Regions from separate parts of the Xenopus laevis genome. Here region 1 is linked to region 2. The links are chromatin contacts, called in public Hi-C maps. All regions are on one chromosome and are shown on one strand. The core of a region is the stretch at or near the end of the contact, and the rest is flanking DNA. Distances in the headings are between cores, read along the strand shown. Region 1 holds the start of mtss1.2.S (protein MTSS 2). Region 2 overlaps mtss1.2.S (protein MTSS 2).

Region 1 (5,661 bases), core at 1,420-3,919, 56 kb before region 2:
CCCCTACTGTAAATTATAAGGATATTAGAAGTCACTGATGAGTTCTGTGACCATATAAAGACACAAGGCTGCAGGCTGAGTTATACAGGGAACTCTGAGAATCACAGTGCTCTAACAAGACATTATTGAATTAGAGAGGATCCAGAGAAGGGCAACTAAGCTGGTAAAATGTATGGAAAATCTTAGCAATGAGGAAAGACTGACCAAATTGGGGATAAGAAGTGCTTAAGGGGTGATATGATAACTATGTATACATGCATAAGGGGATCTTATAATAATCTCTCTAATGCTTTATTTACTAGTAGGTCTTTCCAGCTGACGCAAGGTCACCCATTCCGATTAGAAGAAAATAGGTTCCGTTTTTTTACAGTGAGAGCTGTGAAGATGTGGAATTCTCTCCCTGAATTAGTCGTACAAGCTGAAACATTAGATATATTATAGATCCGGGCATTGATGAAATTAACTTTTCGGCACAATGATGACACACACAAACATATTAAGCACAGATGCCTGAACTGCTGAGATTTTTTTTTATTTTTCCAAAAATATGTATAGAAAGCTCAGTGCCCACCATTTGAATCAACAGTCATATCATCTGTATAACCATTCTAACCTATAATTAACCATAAAGAGCCCTTTAGTTATATCCTTTGGCCAAAGATATCAGCAAGAACTATAGGACATGTAGCTGGTTAAGCAAATAACAAATACAGGGGGGGAGGCTTCAGCCAAACCATCATCAGTATGGCATAAATATTAATAACCCAGTTGAATACTATAAAGAGCATCCAAATGGTAAGATATTGTAAAGATCGACCCACTCCAAGCAGAAATTTTGGAATTAAGGTCCAACTCACATAGTAAGTGAAAGACTAGGCAGGGCCTCACCAATACTAGTTAGTTCCTGCCTATACCTTTGGTACCATGGTGAGTTGGTTCCTCACTGACTATAACCAGAGTCTCTGTGAGTTGCCACAATGTGGTTTTGTTTAGTTTGGCCAAAGGATATCAAGCCTGCCACCACGTCAAGGTAGGCTCTGCGAGCAGGTCCCTAACCTATTTATCGTAATTAGATCTAATTTAGTGCTATCTTCTATGGTTTATTCTATCCTTATCATTATATGTCTAATTCATATTTTATATTCTATTTTATCAATTTACTCTAGTCTTCTACTCTTATTTTATTCTACTGCTTATTATCAATTATATCAATTACATTATCATTAATATTATATATAGATTTTAATTATATCTTTATTATTTGCTATATAGTTTATGTTGTAAGTATATCCATATCTATGTTTATCTATTTAATTTTTGCTCTATATTGGCAATTTATTATTACATTCTACTCATATTTATGTTCTACTAATTTTTTAGCAACTCTTATTATTGACTAGCTTATTTATCTTCTAATATTATGACAGAATAACTTAATTGCTCATTCTATCACTAGTTTCTATTCTATATTATTTATACTGTATACTTATTGTTTAATGTTTACTGTCCTGTTTATTTCTTCTATCCCTGTAGTTTTACTGTCATATGTCATCTATTCTATGTTATCAATTTATTCAAGTCTTCTGCTCTTATAATATTCTACTGTTTATTATCAATTATATATATTCTATTATCATTAATATTATATATACATTTTAATTATATCCTAATTATATGCTATATACTTAATCTTGTAAGTCTATCCATTTCTATGTTTATCTATTTAATTTTTGTTGTACATTACCAATATATTATTACATTCTACTCTTATGTTTTTTCAAATATTTTAGGAACTCTATCCTTATTTTTGACTGCCTTATTTATCTCCCAATATTATTATGACAGAATATATAACTTAATTGCTAATTTTATCACTAATATCTATTGTCTTTTAAACATAGTCTATCTATATTAATAAAGTACATTTTTTCTATGTTATTTATATACTAATTGTTTAATGGCTATTGTCCTGTTTATTTCTTCTATCCTTGTGGTCTCACTGTCTTTATGTCATCTATTCTATGTTTGTCTCTTTGCTTGTTATCTATTTACTTTATTGTTATTAGCTACAATCTTATTGACCTATTTCTTCTATCGTTATGTTCTACTGTTGTAACTATTTATTCTCTTTTAATTGACTATTTATTTACTAATTCCATGCTTAGTTTTTGTTGTCTGTATGTCCTTAATATCTTCTTATCTATCCATTTTATTGTCTATTCTGCCTAATTATATATATATATATCCTTGTGTTATTAATTATTATAATATTCTCTATTCTATATGTTTAAATAATTGTATTCTTAATATCTATTTTATTTCCTATATTTAATCTATCTTTATATGGATATGTATATGATATGCTACATCTTATTTTCTAGTGTTTCCAGAGGAAGGCAAAAAAACCCCCATTGCTCCAGCCGGAGAATGGGGGAAAAAAATTCCTTCCTGACTCCAAATCTGGCAGTCGGACAAGTCCCTGGATGTGCTGATGTTTATTATAATATAAAGTATCTTATCCTTACTTTCTAAAATCGAACTTTAACTTAACATATAAACTATTTACAAATCTCTCTTCAGCCGAAGAGAGAGAGCAGGATCCAACAGGAGGGCTGGAGGTGGAGTGCTTGGCAATGTTGGTGACATGATGATGTTGCTTGTAGCTCTGTTTCGTTTGCAGTCGGTGGTTGAGCTGCTGATGGTATGGGCCTGATACAGATCCAGTAGAAGGGCATGCATCTGAGCTGAAGGTAAGGCCAGGTGTTTGAAGCACATGACAACCAGCTGTTGCTCACATAGAAAAATTCTTGAAGGCTTTTGATGACGCCTGAACCGATGTTGGCCTTCAGTTCCTTCAAGAAGGACATTGACTCCTGATGCTGATGACTGAAAAGGGCAGCATTATTTTATTTGGATTGTAACATTTCAATGTTAGTAAAAAAAACATAGGCAATAGTAATGCAGACAGGTGCTACATGGCTCATTAGCAGATATGTGCAGTGTATTGGCTAGTGGACTCATGGACTGATATGTGCTTATTTGGTTTAAATGGATATCCAGACAAACAATGAAAAATTTTTTATATAATGTAAAAACATGGAATTCTAAGCAAATTTCCATTATACATTACTGTTGATAATGATTGTCTCTTTTCTTCCTTTCCTTTATCTGTCTTCAGTAGTCAGATCTCCTCCAGACAAGACTCAACTTCCCACAATACCTTGCATGTTTTGTAATTAACAGACCTGATTCTGGGTGCAAGAGCATGATCATTTGCATCGACTAGTGTGCAAAGTGCTAGTGCTGCATTTATAAATGGACCATATACATTTCCTTTTTTGTCTCATGGATGATTTTCCTTTTGAAATCCTGCTACTGTGTTTGGTTATTTTTATCTTGGCAATTTTAACAGACACTTAGATGCCCATTTTAGGCAAATTATTACTTACAGTTTATAACTTTTGGCTTTCCACTGCTGTCCAGTCGATGTTTCTGAACAGAGGATGCTCTCTGATGTTGCCATGGACCCCAAGACGCTTTTCAGGGTCCTTCTCTAGGAGCTATAAGGAAAGACATTAACAGTCATTTAAATTATTCACAAACATGCCCCCTCCTAGAGGTATAATGATGCATTTGTTCTATATGGCCAGGCCTGACAGCGGGATTATATAAATAAAGATATTCTGTGGAGCAAGGGCAATGTGGAACATGATATCTTGCTCAAGGGCAGATGCAGTGGTTACAACCTTATAGAGACCTGCCCCCCACATACATTTTTTTCCAGGACACCTCACCTCCAGAAAATCAAAAGTGACCTACAATTTTGTGTTCATAGAGTGAACCTGCTCCTGGGCCTCCTTTTACTCCTAGCACCCCCCCCCCCTACATATAATGCCTGAAAATACTGCTCCATATTCTAACACTGTAATTGCTGTGACACGGCCAGTATAATTATATTATAGCTAGAAAGTGCAGCATTGGACATTCAGTGGACATGTAAAAAAACTTAACAACTTAAAACTAATATTGGGGGCCTGTGAGCTGCCTGTGACCCTCCAGAAGTTGCCATTACTTTATTTGAGCTCCTCTGTGTAAGTGCTCATACCCACCTTTTGCAGTAGATCCTTTAGTCTACTGTTCATACACATAGGAAAGGCTGGTGGGTCATGCAGGATGGAGTTGATCCGTTGTTCCTTATCAGCTCCACTATAAAATGGCATTCTGCAAGTGACCAATGAAAATAGTGTATGGCCTAAAGCCCACCAGTCCATCCCTGCATCGTAGGTCTTCTTCATCAGCACCTTACAAAGAAAGAAGAGATTAGTTGTCAAACATAATCATTTCTCACTGACTTCCCATGTTCAATGGGCGTTCATCTGCAGGATCTAGGGATGTTCCAGGGGACTCCTATGTGCCACCCACTTACTGACCATACTGTACAGGCAAAGGCACTTAAAGAGTGAGGTGCAACTCTTTGCTTTTCCTTTCTAAGAGTGGAAATAGTTGCCTCACTAGATACAAATGCCTAGTCATGCACTTTGCACTGTGTCCAGGGATTTATAAAGGAGTCCAAACATCTTTGCATGTAAATGTGTTTGCAATTTAATGTGATTGCGGGGAAACAATATTTTAGTAACCCATAGCAACTAATGATCAGTTAGCTTGGGTTAGTCTATGTTGTATGCTGCCCCTATGTAATGAAATCATTCTCTATGTGTGCATGTGGCATACAAGGGTTTTGCTGTATTTAGTTGTACATTTACCAACAACCTCCTGTCTGTAATAAAGGAAGAACTAGTTTCAGATACAAGCCTGTAACTTTGGGTACATTATATAGAAATTCTTTGATATTTTGCTGAATCCCTTACCTCTGGAGCCAAGTACAAATCAGTTCCATGTGAGCAAGAGGTGGTACTCTGTCCAAACAGGTTTTCAGCTGCGATGCCAAAGTCAATGATTTTGATATGGTCCTTTCCAGTCATAAGTACATTCACCGGTTTGATATCCCTGTAAATATAAGAATGGGTAAAGGGTTACTATCATTATATTGGTGATAATATTCCCTAAAGTAACAACAGAACTGAATAGGTTTCAGTGTTAACTATAACTACTTATAAAATACCTTGTACAACTGGTAAAGCCTGAGGCTCCAAGTCTTTGTTATGGCATTTAAAGTAGGGATGCACCGAAAGATTCGGCCGAATACCGAACCGAATCCGTTTCTCCCCCGAAGGGGAAACCTTATTTACTTCCTTGTTTTCTGACAAAAAGCCACGCAATTTCCCTCCCGCCCCTAATTTGCATATGCAGATCCTGGATTCGGTGCATCCCTAATTTAAAGGGATCTTAATATCAGTAGATGACCAAAAGCAGCTTCGCAATAAATTTGTTAAATCTTGAATTTTGGTTCTTAAGGGCAATTTTAAAACAGATAATGAAAGAAAAGAGTGGGAATACAAATTAATGGAAACTTTCAATTCTCTGAAGAATGGACTAAACCTGGGCCTTGGATTTATGGCTAATTATGTGGACTAAGAAAGGACTGCACCAGGTCAGAAATACCAACATGTCTGGATATGGACTAAGAGGTCATATGGAATTCCTTTGATTCTACACTCCAATAATTCAGCCCTAATTTATACTCAGCCTCTTTGACCCACA
Region 2 (5,260 bases), core at 899-3,398:
ATTCCCGTGGCTCCTGCCAACTAGTACAAGGGTGGGCTTCAGTACTTGCATACAGATTTATGTGTTTCCCATTTCAATAAAGGGGTGGTTAGAGGGGGAGAAACCATCTGACAGAATTCCCCTGTTTGTGTCTGAAAGCAAATCCCTGTAAACACAGCTACCTTGGCTGCCTTTCTCTGCCCATGAATGTACAGCCTGTTATCCTCTAGGGCTGCTCCAGCCAACCAGTAGCCACTTCCTGTCCAGCCCTCCTTCCCAACAGTGCAGCCAGGCGAGCCCTTCAGTGCTCAATGAAATCAATACCAGACACTTTCCCTCCCTCCTGACTCACGTCTTCCCTAAATACATCCATTCCCCCAGCATTCTGGGGCTATATACAGTCACTCATGCATCTCCATGTAAAGCATCCTTCCACAACTATATCTTTCTTGATAAAGGAGCAGAACTGTGTCTTCCATTAGTCTAATCGGCATCACGCTGATTTGTGCTATTTTGGAGGATTTAATAGAGAATATACTGTTAGGGCAGAGACACACTCTCAGATTCAGGGAGATTTTGTTGCCCAAAGATAAATCTCCTCTTCTTCGGGGCGACTAATCTCCCCGAACTGCCTCCTGCCTGCTAGAATCTAAATCGGCAGTGGGATGGCACTCGGATCGCCCCAACGTTTCCTCGTCAGGCAAAACGTCGGAAAACGAAGCGCACTGATTGCCTTCCCGGTGGTGATTTACATTCTAGTCGACGTGAAGCAGCTCAGAGAGATTAGTCGCCCTGATGAAGAACAGATTTGTCTCCCCGAATCTGAGCGTGTGTCACTGCCCTTATTAGTAAGGCTAAGCTGCTATCTGAGGCATTAGACTGACCCAAGTGGAGAGGGTTCTTATCCACAAATGTTTGGCATCTAGTCCATGTTTCACAGTAAAGGAGCGCTCACTTCCTCATATCAGAACCCAGCCCGGAACTGTCACATTTCCTAGGGTAGCATTGTGTATGACTCGCTTCCTTTCACACCATGGCCAAGATAAACCCCAAAATTAGTCACCAGGAAGCAGCCGATGTGCCAAAGCCAAATTGCTTTATATCTTTATCAATAATCTGCTTTTCTGCCGCAATGGAAAAAAAGGCAGTTGCACAAGAACTGTGCCTCAGACTGTTGCGTCCAGGGTTTCTGTAGTGTTCATTCAAACCCTTTCTGCCTGTAGTTAGTGAGCACAAATGCTGGTTTGTTGCTTATCGACACTATGGGTGAGTGTGGGGCTCGTGAGAGTTAGTTAATTTCTAAACCCCCCCCCCCATCCAAGGAGCAATTCCAACCATGGCCAACTCCCAGGCTTTCTCTAGTTTTTACCCTGTGCCTGGTCTCTTCATATTTGGCTTTATACAGTATTTGGGAGCTGCCATGCTGAGAAGAAGACTGCAGTCTATAAAGAATGCTTCAGCAAAATCAACTAACATGGCAGCTCCCACTCTTCTGTGGGGTATAATGTTGCAGGGGCACAGTATTCATAGTAATATGTTACAGGGGTCTTCCTGGCATTCTAAGAGTGTGATATTAATGGGGGCTGCAAGTTCAGTGTAAAAATAAAAACTGGGTAAATAGATGTTTTTGAAAAATGTTTTTCGAATATAGTTAGTTAGCCAAAAATGGAATGTATAAAGGCTGGAATGACTGGATGGCGAACAGAACAGAGCACTACTTCCTGCTTTTCAGCTCTCTAACTCTGAGTTAGTCAGCGACTTTAAGGGGGGCCACATGGGACATAACTGTTCAGTGAGTTTGCAATTGATCCTTAGCATTCAGTTCAGATTCAAAAGCAACAGATATAACCCATGTGACCCCCCTTAAGTCTCTGATTGGTTACTGCCTGGTAACCAATAAGTGGAAACCAAGAGAGCTGCAAAGCAGGAAGTAGTGTTCTGGCTGTTATGTTAGACATCCAGTCACCCCGGCCTTTATACATTACATTTTTGGCTATCTATATTAGAAACATGTTTTATTTTGCACAGCCTATTTATTTACCCAGTTTTTATATTGAACAATTCCTTTAAGCATTGGACCTTGAGGTGCCCTGCGGCTGACAGAGTCTGACCCATTCCCTTGTGTGCAGGTAAAGACGATGCCCGGGTGCAGCTGGACAGTGCCCTTCAGGATGTCAGTGACAAGTATGTGCTCCTGGAGGAGACGGAGAAGAAGGCAGTGTACAGGGCACTCGTGGAGGAGCGGGGTCGATTCTGCATGTTTGTGTCCTTCCTCAAACCTGTTCTGGTATGTTATTAACCTACATCCTGGTAACGCTGCCATACTGCAGCCATATTCTCTTCAGTGTCTTGCTGAATTGTGCTTCGACAGGTATGGGACCTGTTATCCAGAATGCTCGGGACCTGGGGTTTTCCGGATAACAGATCTTTCTGTAATTTGGAACTTCATACCTTAAGTCTACTAGAAAATCATGTAAACATTAAATTAACCCAATAGGTTGGTTTTGCTTCCAATAAGGATTAATTATATCTTAGTTTGGATCAAGTACAAGTTACTGTTTTATTATTACAGAGAAAAAGGAAATCATTTTTAAAAATTTGGATTGTTTATAATGAAGTCTATGGGTTTTTCTCAACCCACACATCGGTAGAAAGTACCTATACTGGCATAGTTTTATTATAGCATCTCTCTATACAGGGTATGAACAAACTTAAGGGCCTGTTCCTGCTGAATTGTGCTTTGTACAGGGAAATATCTGTGCTGGAATACATTTTTTATATGTGGGTGTCAGATGTACAACAGTCCATTCCAGCTCAGCATGTGTTTTCTTGTTGGTATTCCTAAGATCTTCAGCCAATCAGCACAAGGGAGGCGCCGATTGAATCTCCTTGCTAACAAGCTCACAAACATGGCACCTGAGGGAGCTAGCACACGGACAGATTCAGGGAGATTTAATCGCCTGGCGACTAATCAGCTCTTCTGCAGGGAGACAATCTCCCCAAACTGCCTTCCCTGTGCCTGCCGTCTGCTATAATGCCAAAACGCCAGCAACAATACAAGGAAACTTCGGGCGACTTCGGAAATCTAAGCCCCGCGAGTGCTTTGGCGCTGGCTTTTTGTCATTATAGCAGGTGGCAGGGAAGGCAGTTCATGGATATTGTTGCCCTGCAGAAGAGCCGATTAGTTGCCAGGCGACTAAATCTCCCCAAATCTGCCCGTGTGCTTAAACCCTAACACTGTCCCAAGACTGAGCAGTCATTGTTTGTGCAGGCGACCCCATCTCTCAGTATGTGGATAGGGAGGTCTGGCTGGTGGTTCCCAGTGGCTGCTGGTTCTACCAAATCATGAGGCATCTTTTATGTGTGATTGCTCTTATTTACCCACATTGCTCATTTACCCTCATGCCTATTTCTCTTGATATATATATTTACAGTATTGTTTCCCTTAGACTGTACAGTATGAGGGTACAACATTTGCTGTTTTGATTGGTGACTGTTGGGCCGACCTGTTCTGCTTCTTTTCCTGACAGGACGAGGAGATTGGGATGCTGGGGGAAATCACGCACCTACAGACCATCCTGGAAGACCTGAGCAGTCTGACTGTAGAACCCAGCAAGTTGCCTCCTATGAGTGAACAGGTGGGTATCAAACCAGATTTGGCTTGTGGTTAACCCCTTATCTGCTTCCAGTGAATATATAAATGCTAATGCGTTTCTTTCCTTGGGAAGCCAGGGAAAATGTGCCATTCACTTTGGGAAAGGGGCAAATATTCCTGTGCACCTTGTTAGCCCATTCATGGATATGGTGTGCCGGCTGTTGGCTAGAAGGATGCAGGTTTGGTAGCCAGCCTGTGTCCTACCATAACCCAAGAACCGTGGGAAGGGACTGAGCCTCTGTGATTGTCTCTGTGCAGGTGATACACGATCTCAAGAACTCCGATTACAATTTCACCTACCAGACCCCGCCCGGCTCACCAAGTGGAACACTGTCACGGAAAGCCAGCACCAACAGGTAAGCACCCCCCTTCCCTGGGGTATTTATATGCTGCCATGAGGCCTTCTACTCACTGGCATTCATTTGCCCATGGGCAGTAATAGTCCATAGCAACCAATCAGTGCTTGGCTTTTTTCAGGAAGCTGCAGGTAGAACAATGAATGCAACAATTTGATTGGTTGCCATGGGTATCCGCCCACAGGCAAATTTGTCCAATGTTGATAAATGACCCCCACTGTGTTCAGTAGCACAGAAACATTACATAGTAAAAAGCAGGATTTGTTTTTGACTAGGGCAGCAGGGGAATTGATTCCAGGCCCCCAGCATTGCATGTTCTCCCTGGGGCCCTCCAGCATCCCATAGGCTGAGCGTTTGTAGTATTTGTTGCTCATTGTACATGTTACAGTGTATAAGCTTCCTATAGTGGCTTCTGCAGTCCTAGCTGGCATTGCACAGAGCAGCTATTTGAGAGTGCTGCATGGATTTCTGTGATTCTGGGATACAATTTACCGAGTGCTGGCCAGAGAGGGAATAAAATAAGAGAAGACTTCCACCTAGTGGACATTTATCTTTCCAGCAATGGCAGGGCAGGATTTCCAGCACTATCCACTGTTTGCCAGCCCCAATTGTCACAGGATCAAGTTACATTAGTGCTGCCCTTGCACAAAGCTGCCATTTAGTATTATGAAAGTCTCTACCCCCCCCCCATTCTACTCAGAGCCCCCCACTCCCCTACTCTCTACAAATTGCCCCAATCAAAGGGAGGTAACTGCAGATCAGCATTGTTGGTGCACAAGTGTTTGCTATCTGGTTACTTTGTCCCCATTGGTGGGGGGCTGCTGTCTCTTTCCTGTAGAGGTTTGTGTGTCATTTCCATCCTTCCAGAGACAAACTTTATATAACATATTAATGAAATCCCAAATGTTTAAAGGTCAAGTTATAGCACATACAATATTTCTTAGGAATAGACTTATTTTGCATTACAAAGGGCACTAGCAGCTTGGGCATTTGGGATTTCTGACTCTCTTTAACCCTCTCCCACAGGGTATTGTGTGTAATATGCATAGGTCAGTAAGACTCTGGCAACCAGATATGCAGGGTTAAAGCTTGTACAGATAAAACAAATATATAACCGTTCCCATTCCATTGGCTGCAGCTATCTGCATGGATCCATGCGTCACGTTCCCTCTATGGACTCCATCTCAAGCTCTATGGAAGCACTGCACATTCGGCCCCCCTCTACCTTAATGCTTGAATGCATGTTCCAGGTATGTACTACTCCAATTAA

The links. A called contact is a pair of places that touch in the nucleus more often than the background predicts.
Region 1: a Hi-C map of the XL177 cell line shows a contact between it and region 2, with 2.4 times the contacts expected there. The contact joins the promoter of mtss1.2.S here to the enhancer-like site in region 2. A contact is called at or near these places in 2 of 4 Hi-C or Micro-C datasets (the XL177 cell line and the XTC cell line).

What each region holds. Positions count from the first base shown.
Region 1 is chr9_10S:38,161,742-38,167,402 of Xenopus_laevis_v10.1, reverse strand. It overlaps mtss1.2.S (protein MTSS 2), which reads left to right and starts at 2,669. Exons shown (of 14, transcript XM_041578976.1): 1 at 2,669-2,750.
Region 2 is chr9_10S:38,105,814-38,111,073 of Xenopus_laevis_v10.1, reverse strand. mtss1.2.S (protein MTSS 2) reads left to right here. Exons shown (of 14, transcript XM_041578976.1): 7 at 2,109-2,266; 8 at 3,510-3,617; 9 at 3,893-3,990; 10 at 5,129-5,240. Among protein-coding and RNA genes, the nearest start is that of LOC121398781, 20 kb to the right of the region's middle. Within about 2 kb of position 2,148, at least 1 of the 7 cell types and tissues checked has an H3K27ac peak or open chromatin away from gene starts, as enhancers often do.